Linked DNA regions of Sus scrofa: all the other regions are linked to region 1. The links are chromatin contacts, called in public HiChIP or PLAC-seq and promoter capture Hi-C maps. All regions are on one chromosome and are shown on one strand. The core of a region is the stretch at or near the end of the contact, and the rest is flanking DNA. Distances in the headings are between cores, read along the strand shown.

Evidence for each region. Promoter capture Hi-C pulls out the DNA fragments that hold promoters and counts their contacts. HiChIP or PLAC-seq counts read pairs in DNA pulled down with a chosen protein or histone mark.
Region 2: a promoter capture Hi-C map of fetal liver shows a contact between it and region 1, with 3 times the contacts expected there. The contact joins the promoter of CHRM1 here to the promoter of TTC9C in region 1. A contact is called at or near these places in 2 of 5 promoter capture datasets (fetal liver and liver), 2 of 47 Hi-C or Micro-C datasets (embryonic fibroblasts and epiblast stem cells) and 2 of 2 datasets of contacts at active chromatin or transcription factors (alveolar macrophages and skeletal muscle).
Region 3: an H3K27ac HiChIP or PLAC-seq map of alveolar macrophages shows a contact between it and region 1. The contact joins the promoter of EEF1G here to the promoter of TTC9C in region 1. A contact is called at or near these places in 1 of 5 promoter capture datasets (fetal liver) and 2 of 2 datasets of contacts at active chromatin or transcription factors (alveolar macrophages and skeletal muscle).

What each region holds. Positions count from the first base shown.
Region 1 is chr2:9,032,927-9,036,332 of Sscrofa11.1, reverse strand. It overlaps TTC9C (tetratricopeptide repeat protein 9C), which reads left to right and starts at 1,775. Exons shown (of 4, transcript XM_005660786.3): 1 at 1,775-2,045; 2 at 2,890-3,322. The coding sequence starts at 3,085. It overlaps HNRNPUL2 (heterogeneous nuclear ribonucleoprotein U-like protein 2), which reads right to left and starts at 1,664. Exons shown (of 15, transcript XM_005660783.3): 1 at 802-1,664. The coding sequence starts at 1,342.
Region 2 is chr2:8,856,851-8,860,256 of Sscrofa11.1, reverse strand. It overlaps CHRM1 (cholinergic receptor muscarinic 1), which reads right to left and starts at 1,492. Exons shown (of 5, transcript NM_214034.1): 1 at 1,398-1,492; 2 at 626-792; 3 at 89-181.
Region 3 is chr2:9,161,448-9,164,853 of Sscrofa11.1, reverse strand. EEF1G (elongation factor 1-gamma) reads right to left here and starts at 1,634. Exons shown (of 11, transcript XM_005660798.3): 1 at 1,505-1,634; 2 at 259-417. The coding sequence starts at 1,516. It overlaps TUT1 (speckle targeted PIP5K1A-regulated poly(A) polymerase), which reads right to left. Exons shown (of 10, transcript XM_005660796.3): 10 at 2,936-3,406. The coding sequence ends at 2,979.

The DNA.
Region 1 (3,406 bases), core at 526-3,025:
ACTCAATGGACACATCAACACCCCAATCATTTCAAGTCAGGAAGTCAGGGACCCAAAATGCAAAAGGCTAAGTGTACACCAAATACACAAAGTTGTCCGTCCATCTACTAAGAGGGAAGATTAAAATTTAATCATAAGCATTCAGACAAGGTAAAACTCCTAGCCAAGTAGCATTAATTAATTTATCCTAAAGGCTCTAGATCATGATTTTCTCTTCAGCAGTTAACTATTAAACTTGACACCCTCACACCACAGGCTGCTGAAGCGGGAGCTGCTGCTAAAGCAGGAGTAAGGTTAGATTTCCCGATTTCCTGTGTGGCTCAAACTCTAGTAAAGAGCTTCTAGGATGGAACGAACTTTGACGAACTTAGCTCATTGCTTAATATTTTTAGGACGGAAAAAAATCAATAGTTAGGTAGCCCAAAGGCCGAAGCCTCCAACAGTCGGTCTGGCTGTCCGTGTAATCAACAATTCCTCGGCGCACACTCGGTTTAGAAAAGATAACCAGCGCCGCGGGAGGCTGCTCCACAGGTAGCTCGTAAACAGTTCGCATGCAAAACCTCTTACTTGCATCCACTACCACCAAGCAACCAAGTCAGGCAGGAACCTCCCTCCTGCAGAGAGAGGAGCCCCAAGAGGTAGCCAAGCCCCCCAGAAAGGTGGGCTGAGAGAATGAAAGCCACCTCCCCGGGGGAGTCCCACCAAAAGGCGATGGGAATTGGACCCCGCTGTGCCAGGCTTGGTGCTGGGTCAGGGGCGCACCCGGCAGGTTGGAGCCGGGCTCCGCTGCCAGCTCCTCACCCTGTTCCTCCGCGGCCTTGTCAGCCGGCGCCTCGGATCCCGGCGTCTCGTCCCCGCTCCGCTCCTCCGGTTCCTCTTCCTCCCCCTTGACGGTGCCCTGCTCTTCGCCACCATTTACCCCACCTGACCCGGCCGTGGCCTCCTCCGCTGGTTTCTCGGAAGCATCGGACTCGGCCACGGCCTCTGTGGCTGCGGCCTCCGGGGGCTCCGGCGGCGGCTGCGCGGCCTCGTCCGAGGCCTGGGCAGGGGGTGGCTCTTCGTCCTCGTCCTCAAGCAGCGCCTCCTCGTCCTCCTCCTCCTCCTCTTCGTCCTCCTCCTCGTCCCCGCCCGGGCCGCCGCCCGACGCGGCCACAGGCCGAGGCTCCGCCTTGCAGGCCCCACCGGGCCCGGCCCCGCCACCGCCGGCCTCGTCCTCAAGCATCTCGGCGTCAAGCGCCTCCTGCAGCCGCTGCGCCAGATCCACCTTGAGGCCGCGCGAGTCCAGGCCCCGCCGCTGCAGCTCCGACCGCAGCTCGGTCACTTTCAGCCGCTTCACCTCCATCGCCGCCGCCGCCTCCTCCGCCTCCCGCCGCCTCCTCCCCTGCGAACCGTCGACCGAGCCCGACCGCGCAGGCGCCGCCGCCGCCCGCCTCCGCCTCACGCGCCAGCACTGAGCCCGCGCGGGCGAGCGCACGCACGTACGCACGCAGGCAGCGAGGACCTCGCGCAGCCTCCGCTATGTAGTGTTTGTTTCTTCCGTCTGCTCCCTCCCCTTTACAGCCCTCGGAGCCCAAAACAACGCAGCAGGAAGCTGCTTCCTTTCCAGCCCCCTCGGTTCCCCTCCGGCGGGTGGGCGCGCGCGGAGAACCACAGACTTCCCTTCTCCTTTACCTCCCGCCCCCTCTCACCCCTGAGCCAATCGCCGCCGGTGTCTTCACAGCGCAGCCTCACCGGAGCCGGAGTCGGGAAAGGTTGGCTTTGGCTCAAGTGCTTCGTAGCACTCAGGCGTGTGCCCACCGGTCTCTCCGTACTTTGAGCCCCGGGCTCCGCGCAGTGGGTGGGAGCTCCCTCGCCACATGGCCCTCACACCCTGTCGCCACCCTTACTCGCGTCTGACCCGATCACACTGTCGTCGTAGTGCTTGTTCTTTAGTCTGTGTCCTACTGTCTATATGTGCAGCCACTTCTTGAGACAAAGGAAGAAAAGGCAGAAGGGAAGCAGGGAAGCTCTTGCAACGTGAACTCCTACTAGCAATTATGTTTCTGGTTAGTCAACGCAAGGGCTCTCCAAAACCGAGGAATACAGTAACCTCGGGCCCTCGTCTTATTTCAACTCTTAAACTTCTACCTAGCAACAGACACCCTCGCCTCGCTTTATTGGCCAACTTGAATCGTCATCTGCAATTCTGATTGGTCATCCGTGATCGTTCAGCTTTTTTTTCAATTGGCGAAGCTGACGGGAGATTTCCCCCCACACACACCCTCGGGTTGGTCGGCCAGGGAGGCTGGGGAGGCGGAGTCGTTTATGCAGGATTACTTTTCCGAGGCTGCTCCTGATTGGACGGCATGGCGCAACGCGCGCGACCTTTACACACAAACTATCCGGAGACCAGACCCTGTCCTCTCCGTGCTCCGGGATCGTAAACCGAAGCTCAGGGCGTGGGGGGGCAGGAGAGACTTTGGGCTCGGCCATTTGTAAGGAGCGAGAGGCTGGCCGCGGGACCTGGGGCACTTGCAGCTGAGCGGCGCTGCGGCCGCGTCACCGTTGGCTTGTGGTTACGGTGCACTGACCGCATTCACCTTGGTTCCCCAACTCTTGGCCCAGAGGCCAACAGCTGCTGGTGCAAACAAAGAGCTGGGAGGGAGGCAAGCCCCCTAGACCTCTTTTAGGAGTTGTCCCCGCCCACTCCCTTCCACTTCCAGGTCGGGGGGCGGTTGTTCAAAGGAAAGGAGGAAGTAAATTCCGCCGGCGTTCCCACGCTGGCCACAATTCCTTAGTATGGCTTTCGCTAATTCATGCAATCACTTCGTCCCGGAATCACCTCTTTAGGAAATCAATTTATCTGTGGCTTTACTATTTCCACATCCTCTCCCTGTCCTTCATTTCTAGAGATTGAAAAATACCTGCAGAGAAGAGAGGAAGAGGCTGCAGTAGAATCAAGCAAACCTCATTCCCTGAGAGGCCTCCGGGAGAAGGATAGTTTCCTGCTTCTTCAAGTCGGCTACCAAAATCGGTTATTTCGCGCCTATCCCCACAGCTTCGGAATTGCTTCCCCATTCCGCAAGAGCACGGGGTGACAAAGTTATGGAGAAGCGCCTGCAGGAGGCCCAGCTATACAAGGAGAAGGGGAACCAATGTTACCGGGAAGGGAAATACCGGGATGCTGTGAGTGGATACCATCGAGCTCTGCTTCAGCTGCGGGGTCTGGATCCAAGTATGCCCTCCCCGATTCCTAATCTAGGACCTCAAGGCCCGGCCCTCACACCTGAACAAGAAAACGTACTGCATACTACCCAGACAGACTGCTACAACAACCTGGCTGGTAAGAGCAGGGCGGAAGGGTGGGTAGAGTGTCAAAGCAGCCGCATGAAAATCTGAGAACGTTGGGAAAAACACTGACGTGCCT
Region 2 (3,406 bases), core at 243-2,742, 180 kb after region 1:
CCAGCATGGTCGTCCGTGTGTCCACGACCCTCTGAGAGCCCTGGAGCTCTTGGCCTGGTCTCCTGCTGGCTCCTGGCCCAGCACCCACCTTGGCATCCGGCTTGTCCATCTGGCCAGCCGCCTGGCTCAGTCCATCTTGGAGGGTCTGGAGGTGGATGGGGCTGGTGGAATTCAGGGTTCCCTGAGGGAGGAGAGGAGGAGGTTTTGGGACTGGCACCCCAATTAGGGGTGGTGGTGAAACTCCCAGAGGATCCTGGTGGCACTGGCTATCCTTTGCCCCCCCCCGCCGTTAGTGGGATTTGGGGGCTCTGCCTGCTACATGGCAGCCTCACCCCTTCTTGGCTCCAGGTGCAGTTTCCTAAGGGGGTCTCCATCTCCTTTGCCAGCTGAACCCCAGAAAAATATTAGGTGTATCTGCTCAAAGCCAGGAGACGGGGTATTTGGAGCAGCCAGTGTCCAATGCTACAGAGCCCCCTTGGTCTCTAGACCGCCCCCCCGCCCCCTCCTCTCTCTGGGGTCCATCCCCATTTCCTTCTAGTCCAGGTCCCTGTCTAGCTCTCAGGATCCTGCTTCTCCTGCTCCCACCTCGGTGGAGCCCCTCCCAGTTCCTCCCAGGGATACTCACCATGGGGCTGGAGAGGGGTCTGGAGGGTCGGCAGCCCCACTGCCTCTCCGGGGCTGATGGCGTCTCCAGGGACCCAAACACCTGGCTCCTGGGGGGAGCTGCGCCCTGTGCTGGCAGCCGGAGAGGCACAGCCAGTGATTGGCATGTCCCACCCCTGGCACGCCAGCCTGGGGGTGGGGGGGAGGGAGGAAGAGAAAGAGAGGGAGGGAGGAAAGAGAGGAAAGGAAGGGAGGGGGAGCTGGAGGGAAGCCTCAGGCAATGTCCGAGGTTGGACCGGGTCCTGGAGCTTGCCCTCCTCCTCCACCAGGGCACCCCATTTGCGCCCTGAGAGAGAGGGGGTAGGACATGAGAAAGATGAGCCCAGGAAGGCTAAAAGTCCAGAACGGGAGAGAAGGCGGATACAGGGAGACAAACACCCACACCCAATGCACACAGACTCAGCGGCACACACACACACACACACACACACACACACACACACACACAGGCACACTGTTTCCCGGGGCTCCTTCCCCCACCCAACCTTAGAGCCCCCAGCCCGTGAGCACCATGCCCTGCCACACACGCACTCCCCGGCATTCACATGCCTGTTTTTTCCCTCGCACACACGCCCTGCCCCCTGCACATGCCCACGCGCCCACCCACCCAACCCCACACCCTGCTCTTCCTCTCTGCTGGGAAGGAGCTCGATTTCTTCTGTTTGGAAATGACACATTGGGCCTCACGTGAGAGGCTCCAACTTGGAACAGACCCAGAGGGCTGGCGCACCCACCCCGGGGCTGAGCAGACGAGCCCCGCGTGCTGGGCTGTGCGCTGTCTTCTGTTCCTGCTGCACAGCCTGGTCGGTGCCTGGTTTGCGGGGATGAGTGGGGGGCTGTGTGCCTGCTCCACGCATTGCTGAGCGTCCCGCACACGTGTGTCCCTGAGTACGCATATCACCGTGCAGCCTGTAGATGCAGGTGTCGCCCTGTCGGTCTGGAGCCAGGACGCGTGTATCTGTATTCGCTGTGTGTCTAAGTGTTGCCCAATCGTGGAACTTGCTAATTCTGACAAGTGAGGCAAGCCTCTACCTCCCTGCCTGTTCCACCCCCAGCTTCCACTTGGAAGACAGACAGACAGGCAGACAGACAGCTCTCCTCCCAGCTTGTCAAATTCTGTCTCTCCTGACTCCCACTCAGGGCGCACAGGTGTGCACCTGGGAAGTGCCAAGCCTGCTCTTCCTCCCCACCTCCCTTAGCCCAGCTGCTTGGCCAGCATCCTACTCCCCCAGGCCGGTTTGAATTTCTGTGTCCTCAGAGACAGAACCCCGGGGGGCCTTTTGCCTTAGAGACCTGAGTCCTGCACCGCCCTCACCTGGCCCTAGAGACCTCCTGGGGAGCTGGCCACAGAGGGCAGAGATGGGGAGGCCACTGCTGGGCTGCTGGGTCCTTTGCTAAAGTCCTAGGGTGGAAGGTAGGCAGAACCAGGACCATCTATGAATCCACACTATATAGATGAGAAAACCCAGGAGCAGAGGGATGCTTAAAATGTGCTGGGCAAGTGGTTGGACTCAGGTCCCGTGGCTCTAAGCCCATGGCTCTGGAATGGGGCAGGGGGTTGGAACCAGCCCCACCACTCGCTCCTCGCTCCTCTTCCCTGGGAACACCCCTTTTCAATCCTAATGCCTGAGGGCAACCTGGGCTTCCTCAGGCTGGAGCCCAGGTGCTGATGGAGCCAGGTGGAGCAGAAACTGGAGTCCCTGGGGCGTGGCCAGCAGCCATCATGCCGCTGGTGGGCACACGTGGCAGGTACATGTGGGGGCATCTCTGCTTCAGGAAGCCAGCAGAGGCTAGAGCAAGCACCCACTCCACCTCCCCACTGAAGTCCAGGACATCCTGCCGCTTGGAGAGGAATCTGAGCAACCCCTCCCGGGCTGGGGTCGATAAGCGGGTCAGAACTCGACCAGTCCCTGCCCGTGGGCACGGACTCTGGCTGCCCCCTGCTGGGCTGTGCTCGGTTTGCGGCGTGCGGCTTGTGCGCGCGGTGCGGCTGCGTGTACTTGTGCGCGTACACGTGGCTGAGTGTGGGGGTGTTAGGTCTCCACGCTCAACATCCATTTCCGAGTCTGAATCAGGCTCTCTCTTTAACCCCCTCCCCCCAGGCTCCTTGGTCTCCCTTTTCTCTTCTCCCACCGCCTCTGCACACGTCCCTTTAGAAATAAAAACACTTATTTTGTAGGCGGGAGAGGAGGGTGTCCAGCTTTCCCTTGCCTCCTCTTGAGTGTCCCTCTCTGTCCCAAAAGGTTTGTTTGCTCCTTAAGTCCCTGCAGCTGCGGAAACAGGGGGATGACGCCCCCGGCGGCCCCCCCCCCCAATTTTATGACTCTTCTCGGTTCAGACTTGGCTGGGTCCCTTTACCAGATGGGGAAACTGAGGCAGGAAAGGAGAAGGGAGGTAGGGCCAGAAGCAGCTCTCCCGCCCGGCTCTCTCACCGCCCCCGCACCCGAGCCGGATTTAGCCGCAGGGAGGCTGGGAACATTGTCTTTATTTTAAGCCGCCGAGTGCGGCACGAACGCGACAAAGGGCTCCGCGAAGCAGCGGCAGGCGGCGCACGTGGGGGTCCAGCCCCGCCCCCGCGCGACCCCAGCGGCTCTAAAGCTGCCGGGCCTGAACTTAGCCAGTGCTCTTTTCTCTCTGGCCGGATGGGACGTCTGATGGCACAGGCCACCTGGGTCTTAGCTCCTGTCGGTTGCTATTTTTGGTCGCTTGGTGGAGGATTTACTCCTCCAGGCCACCGAGGGAA
Region 3 (3,406 bases), core at 385-2,884, 130 kb before region 1:
AACCAGTCAAAACCCACCCTCTCCCACAAGACAAAGCAGCCTATGAATTTTAAAGGCAGCTCTGAACGATTTCTAACTACATAGAAAGCACAATTATCTCAAAATAAAAATCTTTTAAAGAATCTTGATATGTAGAAATAAACACACAAAAACCACGGAAAGCTCCCTTTTAACGATGGAGGCCATCTCCAGAGTGACACAACCTCGGTTCTTCTTGGATTCTGAGGACTAAAGTCCCCTCTCCACTTCCCTACTCACCTTACCGGCAGGAAATTTACGGAGAAATTCGGGGGTGTGGTTGGTTTGGCCAAAATGGAAGTGGGGTGGTGCGGAGAGCACGCGGACCTGAGCCCCGCTGTACTGAGCGGCAATGAGGGCTTTGAAGGCCCTCCAGTTTTCAGGATATGTGTACAGGGTCTGCAGGGAGAAGATGGGGAAAACGTTAATGACCAGAAGGGTCCCAGTCCTAAATGCTATCAGAAAATGACTCCCCTGAGCAACCCCAGTCTGCTCCAACTCAACTCTTTTACCCCCTCTGGTGCACCAGATTCTTCAGTATCTGCTGTCGTGTGTAATCAGAGTCCTCCGAAATACCAAACAGAACTACACACCAACTGCTAAATAAAGCTTGTTGACAGAGTTGACCTTCCCTAAGGACGACTCTAGAAGCATTCTCTTCCCCTCAAATACATCTCCAAGAAATCCACAGCTTCTAGCTTCCTCCGACTCCATCTGCTGACATACACACACCCCTCCCTTCCCAGAGCCCTGGTTCATTCATTCACGGTTACCCAGCGCCTGCCTTACTCCACTGCGGAGCCGCTCGCCTTTCAAAAGCATCACTCTTGTTTCCAAGACACACACACCGACCAAGACATTTCCAAGTCCCCCCTCGGAAGAGCCGCCGGAGAGACCGAATGGCATCTTCTCTTCCTAAGTCAACTTGGTCTCCCTATAAAACGATGAGCCATCCCTCCGGTCCTGTCCCGCCGTTGAGTTTCCCTAGTGGTGCCTTGTCTCCTTCTATTAATCTGGCCAGCAGGGTCCAGGTGGTCTGACTCCACCGTCCGGAGGCTCTTCCCGCTCCCAAACCTCCCTGCCGGACGACCCAGAACCTTGGTCAGCCGCACCTGCCCACAAAGACCCTCTTCTTCACTCTGTCCCTGGTGTTGCCCCACAAAACGGTCGCAAAAGTTCTGTCAACCTGCCCGATCCCACGTCTCGAGGCGGCAATGAACCCGAACCCCTTTCTCAGTCCCCAGACGGCCAGGATCCGGCATCCCTTTTCTCCTCTACCCCAGACCCTTCCACCTCTTTGGCCTCCGAGAGCCCCAGCCTCAGTTCCCCTCCGGGGCCTGGAAGCCCCTCTCTCTAATAGTACGGTCTCTAGACCCAGGATCAGTTCCCCACTCGGCTCCAAAACCTCTATGACACTGCTGGCCCTACTGAGGCAGCGGATGGCGTCGGATACGGTGACCTGGATCGCCAGAGCCGGCAAACTTACCCCGGCCGCCATGGTGATTCCGCAGAGAAAGGGGGTGGGGCTCTCTGCGCTGCCGCAAAGTAAGCCGTCAGGGAGAGAAGGGAGGGGGGAAGGGGAGAGCCGTGGAGAAACAGCAGCCGTAAAGCGAGGACGGCATAGAGGGCATACGCACGACAGTTCGGTGTCCCGCGGCCGCTGAATGGAAAAAGAAGGGGGTGGGGCCTGCCGGCTAGCGCGGAAAAAGCTCGCGCCTGCGCAGTGCGGCATGGCCAATTCGCGTCCTGAGGTGGCAGCAGAAGGCGCGGAGGGAGGCGGGGACTGTGAGAACGAGCTGGAAAGCCGCCCCTTAGTAGCAACGTGGCACAGCTGCCAGCCCAGCGTCGCGTTCCTTGAAGCTCGAGGTAATTTGATGGCGCCAGATCCCTAACATCGTGATTGTGTGACATTCACAGGAGCGGAAACAACTGCGTGGAGGTCTCGGGGTGCCACGTTCTTTCTAAAGAAGTTATACATCTAACCGGAAGCCAAGTCTGAAACCCTCTGTAAAAGTGAGGGGTTTTGGGGATATTTTTTCCCATTAAACTACTTTGAAGCTCAGGGATGCTATTACTGCAAGGAGGGCACCAGTCCTCGGACTGTGACAGGGGAGGGACTGAGGGAGAACACAGCCACATCCCCTCTACCTCCTGTCACCCCGGAGGGGCTGACAATTCATTTGGTATGTGGCTCTCTACCCATGCTCAGATCTGAAAATCCTTCACCCAATTTAAGAACAGGATGCGCATTCCCTGGTGGCCTAGCATTGGTTAAGGATCCAGCATTGTGACTCCTGTGGCATGTGTTGGATTCTATCCCTGGCTCAGGACCTTCCACATGCCCAGGGCTCAGCCAAAAAAAAAAAAAAGAACTGGAGTTCCCATCGTGGCTCAGCAGACACCAGTCTGACTCGTATCCATGAGGACGCCTGTTTGATCCTGTCCTTGCTCAGTGGGTTGATCTGGCGTTGCTGTGGCTGTGGTGTAGGCCGGCAGCTGTAGCTCCGATGAGACCCCTAGCCTGGGACCTCCATATGCCACAAGTGCGGCCCTAAGCAGACAAAAAAAAAAAAAGAAGTAGATGAATTCTTCTGAAAAGTGAGAGAATGGATGGAGAACTCTGAACCAGTTATTTCAAACCCTGGCACCATTCATAAATCTGGGCAGCAAGGTAACACTTTCTTCCGGGCACTGCTCAAGCCACCCACCCAATACTCCATCTTTCAAGAACTCTACTGAGTGGGCTCAAGGTGCCAGACACATACTCATCCTGGGCACACCCTCTAAGTTGTGATAAGTGGTATGAAGGAAACAGGTTGAGAGACCTACGAGTCTAGGGTGGCAGGAGAAGGTACCTCTGAGAGGTAAAGTTTGGGTGGAAGGAGTATTGGCGGGAGGAAATTACAGAAGACCGTAGCATTTATTAAACTAGCAGCTTTATTGCCCTTCAGGCCCCCTCTTCACTTGAGGAGATGTCTAAGTGCTTGAGGGAGGAAAACCTGTAAGAAATGATGGAGATCAGGGAACAGGCCGTGAGGATCCTGGAGCGGGGTCACAGTGAGAGTCTGGTGGGCCTCTGAGGCCGAGGCCACGAAGGTCAGGAGCGGCTCAGCCTCTGGCCTCTGTTCAGTACCGCTCGGTCCTCTCAGCTCCCGGGTTACCCGAGCCTCAGTGGCCAGCCATTCTGCTCCTGTGCCAGCACCAGCTCCACCTCCTTCCTTGGTTTGCTGCTGCAAGCGTCTTCGGGCACGCCGCCTCCCCTGCCACACTCGGTGCCACAAGGCACAGCGCCAGCTCACTGAGGAGGGCGCCACCTCCTTCCCTGCCTCGCCCTGAGACCCTTCTCCAGCTGCCTCCGGTCCTTTGGGCCCCTGCTCTGCCGGCGCCA